Regions from separate parts of the Gossypium hirsutum genome. Here region 2 is linked to region 1. Evidence: chromatin contacts called from public Hi-C data. All regions are on one chromosome and are shown on one strand. Each heading gives the region's core, a stretch centred on a gene start, on an enhancer-like site or on the middle of the called end of the contact. The rest is flanking DNA. Distances are from core to core; before and after follow the strand shown. Region 1 holds the start of LOC107897915 (A-kinase anchor protein 12). Region 2 holds the start of LOC107959861 (DEAD-box ATP-dependent RNA helicase 46).

Region 1 (3,596 bases), core at 634-3,133:
CTGGTTCGGTGTCTTTTGTTTCTTCAATGCTTTTCTCTTCAAGTTTCTCTTGAACAATATCAGAGTGATCGTCCTTGCTAACTATTTCATTAGCCTCATTCGAGCTTTCAATTATCAGATCATGGTTATCACTTAAAGCTTGTTTCTTGAGCTCTAAGTTAGCCTCTTGTTTATTGGACCCAACATCAGCATTTTGGCTTGTTTCTTCTACAATACTCCCACATTTCTCTTCCGGAGAAGAATCATGGTCTGCAGTTGCCTCACTCTTCGACATCTTTCCATCATTCTCCAGTATCTTATCAGCTTTCAATGGAGTGTCATCAATTGTGTTTTGATCTGGCATTCCACAGGTCACAGAAACCTCAGGTGACATTGAAAAACTTTCACCCTTGGATATTTCTGGATTCCCTTGAGAGACAGCACTCAAGGCTTCAACCCCATTATTACTGGCTAATTCTTCGTTGGTTGCTTTGTCCAAACATTCATCCGTTCCGGCAGGTTCAGCGACTCCACCTTCGGATTTCTTCAAATCCAAACTAGGTTTGCTAATCTCCTCTTCTGCTTTCTGCATAGATAATGAAGTTATTATTATTATTATTTTCATTGTATATTGGAGAAATTTATAGCTGGAAAAAATATGCTTCTTTTGGTAACAAAATTAAATTTGGTTAATTTATTCATTTCTGATCATTCTTTCCTTTCCAGTATGAACAAATCTTAATTTCTGCAAAACTAAAACATATCTGCCAGAAATCAAATGCATATGCAGCTCACTGTTTTTACGAAGAACAGCGACATTAAGGCAAGTTAGCTGTCGGATTGTGTTATATCAGAATCAGATTCCTAATATCTTAGCCCACCATATTCAAGTTTAAGGCAAAGTCAGTCTATCTTATCACATTACTGTCAGTGGATATATTTCTATATTGGCAATGCTACGGCTTTGCCAAATTGTTCGTGAGCATTTTAATGCATGAACCTATATGAGATAGACCTCTTCTCATGAATATGCCAACCATTTATGCTAATAATTACGATAAATCGATTCATGTTAACAAATATTTAATGCTAGTTTAGCTAATCATGATCATATTTGATTGAACTTTCTAGATGTTTTGTTTATGAATCATAACAGAAGTTACCGGAAAAGCTAAAAAGCTAGATCCATTAAAAGTGAGAAACTTTCAGTGAAACACAAGAAACTAATCTCATGAATCTGGTTTCTGAAAGGGGATAGAAAAAGGATCTAAGGACCAGATCAGCTTTTGTTTTCGCCCTTTTATGTCTTAAAGAACTCAAAGATCATCATGTTTTAAGTGTTTCAACAACATCAAAAAGGTTGCATACTGTTAAACTAAAGTGACCTCTCTTGTTTTTCTGGTCAGAAATTGCAGTATCCTTGTTGGAAAACATCATATGATCTTTACTATACAGAGACAAAATACAAAGCAAAGCAAAACAAAAACATGTAAAAGAGAAAAGAACTATTTACCGCTACAGAAATGGGTTCTGGAATGATTTCTGCTTCAGTTGCCATCTTTTCATGGAGAAAAAAGTGATCAATTCCGAACCTGAATCGGAAAATCCGTACTTGAGAATACTATAGAAAATTGACTATGATTCTTCTGAAACTTTGATGAGTTTTTGAAAAATCAAAGGTTGGATTTAGATATGTAAGAATGATCAAAGGTGACAAATCCCACTTGGTATATGCTAATACACTTGCTGAGTTGGCCATATATGTAAATTGGCCCTACTGATTTGTCACTCACATGGCTTGGAGTGGGCTAATACAGCGCTGTTGATATTTGCAATAACAGGTCTTTTGGTTAAAGATGGATTGATTTTCAGAGTGGGGGAAAATTTTAATTTTTGAGATGTTTCCACTAACAGAAAGGATCGGACAAACCTTTTTAACAGTTTCCTTTTTGTCTGAAGGCTAAGTGATTAGTTGTCTTGTGGGGTTCTAACACCTTTTGTAAATTAAAATTTGGGACGAGTTCTTCCCAACTAACCATTTGTTGTGGGCATGATTAAAGGTGTCTAAATCCAAAAGTTAATTCGAAAAAATTTAAATTCGATTAACAATTTGATGAAAAATAAAAACTTATATTCGAGATATTTGAATCCGAAAAAACCCGAACCTTCCCTCTGTTTTTTCCTTTTTAGCCTGTCATATTCACGTACCAACCTGACCATGCAACAGGAGGGGAGCACTTCAAGTATAAAAACTCCTAGACAAACTTTAAAGGAACGATTCCAGCTACGATCCCTGTACCTTTTAAACTTTTAAAATTTAGTCCCTCTAGTTATGTGGTTTAAAAATTAAAGTGGAATTAATAATGCGATTAATGAACTTCCATTAATTTTGAATCTCACATATTTTAATGTTTAAATGTATGACTTAAAAATTAAAATTCAATTAATAACATAGATTCAAACAAGTTTGTATTCCCATGTGATGTATGGTCAATTGTGTATATTAAATTTATAATATTAGTTTTTGTTTAAATTTTTAATATTTTTTTAAAAATTATTAAAAATTTAAAAAATTAATGTAATTAAAAATATTTAATTATTTTTGAATCAACTATATTAACATTATTTAATTTTGAAGATATTTAATATTAAAATAATACAAAACATGTCATGATTTGAATTAACATTAATATATTTTAATTTAAATAATATTATTAATAATTTTTTACATGTTATTTATTTGATATATTTTGTTAAATTAATTTTTTAATTTTAAAATTGTTAATATTCATTTTTTGTGATTTTATATTTTTTTGTCATACTTTAATCGATAAATATAATTAAATCTTAGTATATTTAAAAATTTTAATTTAATAAATTTTATTAATATGTATCTTTTTAAACTATATTTTAATTTTAATAATTTAATAATTATTAATTTTAATATTATAAAATTAAAATTTAATTTAATTAAATAAAATCTTAAAATAAAGAGATATTGATTTAAAATAAAATTCATCTTTAACATATAAAAATTATAAAGAAAAAATTTAAAAAAAAGACATGAAATGACTTTAAAAAAATTAAAAAGGTAAAGAGTAAAAAAATAATTTACTTAAAATAAATATGTAAAAAAAATTGTAATATGAATATTGTAACCTTATATTGGTGTAGCATTTATATATGATTTAACAAACTCATTTAACATAGATATCAATTAAATTTTAATTTTTAAATTAAATAAATAGATAGACTAAATTTAATTTTAAAAGTGAAAAATACAAAAATCAAGGGTTTTGTGGGAACAATTAGACCAATTTTAAAGTAAGATATAACATGTTTCAAAAAGTATTAACATTGGTTAATAGAACACTTTTAATACATGAAATATATTCATATTTAAGGTTTTTTTGAATAATCTTATTATAGGTTTCAATTATATTTGTTTTTTTAACATAATTCTTAGAAATAGGTATAGTCCCTCCCCAACCCATAAATAGAAGGATAATGCGATTCAGCACACTTGAACCAACGTCTTCTTGCATTGATAATAATATCCATACCAATTGAGTTAAAACTGAATCGAGTATTCATGTTTAAAATTTTAATAAGTTTAA
Region 2 (3,596 bases), core at 366-2,865, 340 kb before region 1:
AAATCTATTCAAATTTTCATGCAATAGGAGATTATGAATAGTGGTTATTGAATACTTTTAAAAATATTATATATGATTATATTTTTACCTTCAATAATTGAGAAGGGTGAACGTTAATCATCATTTGTATTTATGCCCATGTTTGTAGAAGTAGACAATAATAATTTATTTCATCGATCAATTTTCATGTCGCCATGCAAAGTTCCCCATACAGATGTGTCAAAGTCACTAAACCCTACTTGAATGTATTGGTAGTCTCAAAAGACTCCAATAGAGGAAGATTCCTCCTACCATCTAAAACATTTATATTCTAGCATATCAATCCACCTCCTCCAAAATTGCATGTGGTAGACAGACTAGTTTGACAAGCCTCTTCAACCGTATATATTTCACCCAGTTTTCATTTAATTTATTATTGTCTTTATCCTTAGACGAGACAACATCCAACAGTCAATCACATTCGTACTCCATGTTAATTTTGCTAACTCCAATTATCGCTTGTCCATTGTCTAGAAGGTCAATCATTAAAGCGAAATCTTCAAGCGTTATAGTCACCCCTCACATGAAAAATAGAATATATGCATTCTCAGCCTCCATCTTGCCAAACAAGGCAGAAAGCAACTTTGGTATCATATAGACTTTATCGTCACAGATGCCATATATAAACCAATATTCTTCATACTCTTCAAACAATTTACAATAAGTCTATTGGTCTTTGGAAATTTTAGATTATGTCAAGTATGAACAATTCAATTTTTTTACTATTTAAAATATCACAAAAAATAATTTCGCATAATCTTAAGAATATTAGTGCAAATATAACAAAAAAATTTAAACAAATTAAGTTAGAAATTTTACCGTATTACTGATTATGTGTTCTTTCTAAAACCTTAAAGCAATAAATTTTTCCGTAGAAAATAACAAGGTTGTTTTAGAGTTTGAAAAAAATTTTAGTGGGAAGAGAAGAGAAATGGTCGAGGTGTATGTAAGAGAGAAAGTCGACAATCAACTTCTTTATATTAAATAGGTTAGTAGGCCAATTAGCAAATAAATTCTTTAGTTAAACTTAAAAAAGTTCCGAAATGATTATTAAATTATTTGAAAGTTTTTATTTAAGTTATTAGGCTGTTAAATTTTTATTATTATTTAAATTTGACTAGTGAGCTCCAAACTACGATCGGTACGGTGGATTAGGACTTATCGACGAGTAGAAGAATACCCCTTAACCAAGTCAATATAAAGGTCAGTGTTGGAGATAAAAAAAGAAAACTGTTTAGATTTTGATTTACAAATTTATGACTTTCAAAACTATTTCATAAAAAAATTGGATTGTAGAAGAGAAGAGTAAAGAGCGCTTTCGAAACAAAGAAGATCATATAACAACAATTTTATCAGCCTAGTAACTTAAATGAAAACTTTCGAATAATTTAGTGACCATTTTGTAATATTTTGAAGTTGAGTGACTAAAACATAAACTTATCAATAATTTAGTAACCTATGTGTAATTTACCCTAAAAATAATAAGAAAATCATGAAAATCAACTAATCAAGTCAAAAGAATCGAAAAATAAAGATTAAAATGGAAAAAATTGTTGTTATTAGGCTATAAATATACGCTTTTGCTCTTCCTCCTTTTCCTCATCTTCCCATTTTCTCTCTCTACCCTTTTTCTTTGCTGTTTTAAGAAAAACATTGCGAATAGGGAGAGGGGTGAGAGAGATAAAAGGGGAACAAAAGAACTGCAAAAAAATTGAACTTTTTTTTTCTAAAAACCCTCAATTAGAAGAGCGATTATCGCTTCATCTTCCCCGAAACAACTTCGTCAGGTACTAATTTTCTTAAATTTTCTCTGAGTTTATTGGATCTGAATTTTACTTTTAAGTTTTTAGATTCCGATCTGGATCTCCTTCAAAATTTGGGGAAATTCTATTTTTTAGGGTTTTAAATTCTAATTGATCACTTTTTAAATATTTTAATGATTTTCTTGTAGTTAAAATGATTTAGTTATCGTTAGGGTTTTGAATCTTTTAATTGTTTCCTGATAAAAACATGATTAGAATAATTGGGGTTTTCTTCTTTGTTCTGAATCTGGGATCTGATTGAATGAGAATCTGGATGTTGGAATTCTTTTTTTTTTAATTAATTTTGAACTTTTAATATTTATTGATCTCAGTTTTATGCTTTTGCAGGACATTTTTCGATTTCGGTATTAGAAAATTTTGAGATTTTTCATTTAATTTTCTATTTGTGTTTTGGTTATTGGAAGAGGCAGTTTAAACAATTAGGTATCTTGCTTCTTATATTCTTTTCTTTGGTTTGGCTCAGAAGTTATTTTTGCGTAGGCTTTCATATGCTTCTTAGAATATATTTATGGCTTTTTGTGCTGCTCCTTTTGCTACATTTTTTATATGTATATATTTGCATTTTTGCTTCCTAAAATTGTAGCTAAAAGGGAAAAAGTAATTGGTAAAATTAAAAAATAATGAATGATTAAAATGAGAGAAATGACTAAAACCCAAATAAACTCATGGTATTGGGTTATCCAAGAAGCTTTCCTTATGCATTTCTCATTTGTGCCATTTGGAAAATTTGGAGCTTGCAGATTTTTATCAGGTTGCTTTTGTTGCCATGGCTGCTGCTGCGACTGCCTCTGGTGGTCCACGATATGCTCCGCCTGACCCTACTCTTCCTGAACCATGGAAAGGCCTGGTTGATGGAAAAACTGGTTATCTCTACTTTTGGAATCCGGTAACAAATGTTACGCAATATGAGAGGCCTAGAGGGATAGATTCTGTCCCAAAATCTTCTTCAGTGCCTATGGGTTCTTCAGTTCTGGTTCAACAATCTTCTGAAGGGCGTTATAGGTATAGCTCTGAGAAGGAAAATGACCGGCATGGAAGAGGCTGCAATGCTGTATCAAAACTTGAGTCAATATTAGGGGGTAATCAGGTATTGGTTCCACTTCTGTCCTCTAGATAAGGTGTTTGTTGATATGTTTTTTCTTGTCAGTCTTAACAAAGTACTGCGTTTGTGTTAACTTGTTTAGCACTGAAGTGAGTAGTATGTATGTCCATCTTTGTGGTGGCTAAACAGTTCATTTTGTCACATTTGATTCAACGACTTGGGTACATGTTTTCATGCCTAGCTCCTTGCATTTGTTCTTGTTATTTGGCTATCTCAAAACTACAGAGAAGTTCTAGCCTCCAAAGTGGGAATTTATGGTAGTTATTTTTTGCTTCCTAGAATTAGTTTAATGTTCTTAATTCTTCATAGAATTCAAGAGGCGGACCATTTCATTCCCTTATTGCACCTAATGGGACTTCCAGCTATGTGATTGGAGGATCTTTTAGAGGACAAGGATCAGCAGCAGGGGAAAGTAATTTGTTTGGTGATGCTTATTGTCGTCAGCATGAGATAACAGTATCTGTGAGTATCTAAGTGATAATTACGGTTTATTAACCATTTTAGTAACTTCTGTTCTTTCAGACAGTTTAGCTTTTGAAAATCTCAGTTTTCTTGGGGCATTGCTCTCCCTTATGACATTTTTTTTTCTCTTAAATCTTGCAAGGGAGGTGAAGTGCCACCGCCTTTTTCAT

The links. Hi-C and Micro-C count contacts between places; a contact is called where the count stands out from the background.
Region 2: a contact with region 1 is called in a Hi-C map of leaf, with 1.8 times the contacts expected there. The contact joins the promoter of LOC107959861 here to the promoter of LOC107897915 in region 1. A contact is called at or near these places in 2 of 34 Hi-C or Micro-C datasets (both in leaf).

The regions. Positions count from the first base shown.
Region 1 is chrA05:98,825,012-98,828,607 of Gossypium_hirsutum_v2.1, reverse strand. It overlaps LOC107897915 (A-kinase anchor protein 12), which reads right to left and starts at 1,883. Exons shown (of 12, transcript XM_016823518.2): 1 at 1,493-1,883; 2 at 1-565. The coding sequence starts at 1,537.
Region 2 is chrA05:99,168,722-99,172,317 of Gossypium_hirsutum_v2.1, reverse strand. It overlaps LOC107959861 (DEAD-box ATP-dependent RNA helicase 46), which reads left to right and starts at 1,615. Exons shown (of 9, transcript XM_041114235.1): 1 at 1,615-1,826; 2 at 2,603-2,949; 3 at 3,274-3,426; 4 at 3,569-3,596. The coding sequence starts at 2,629.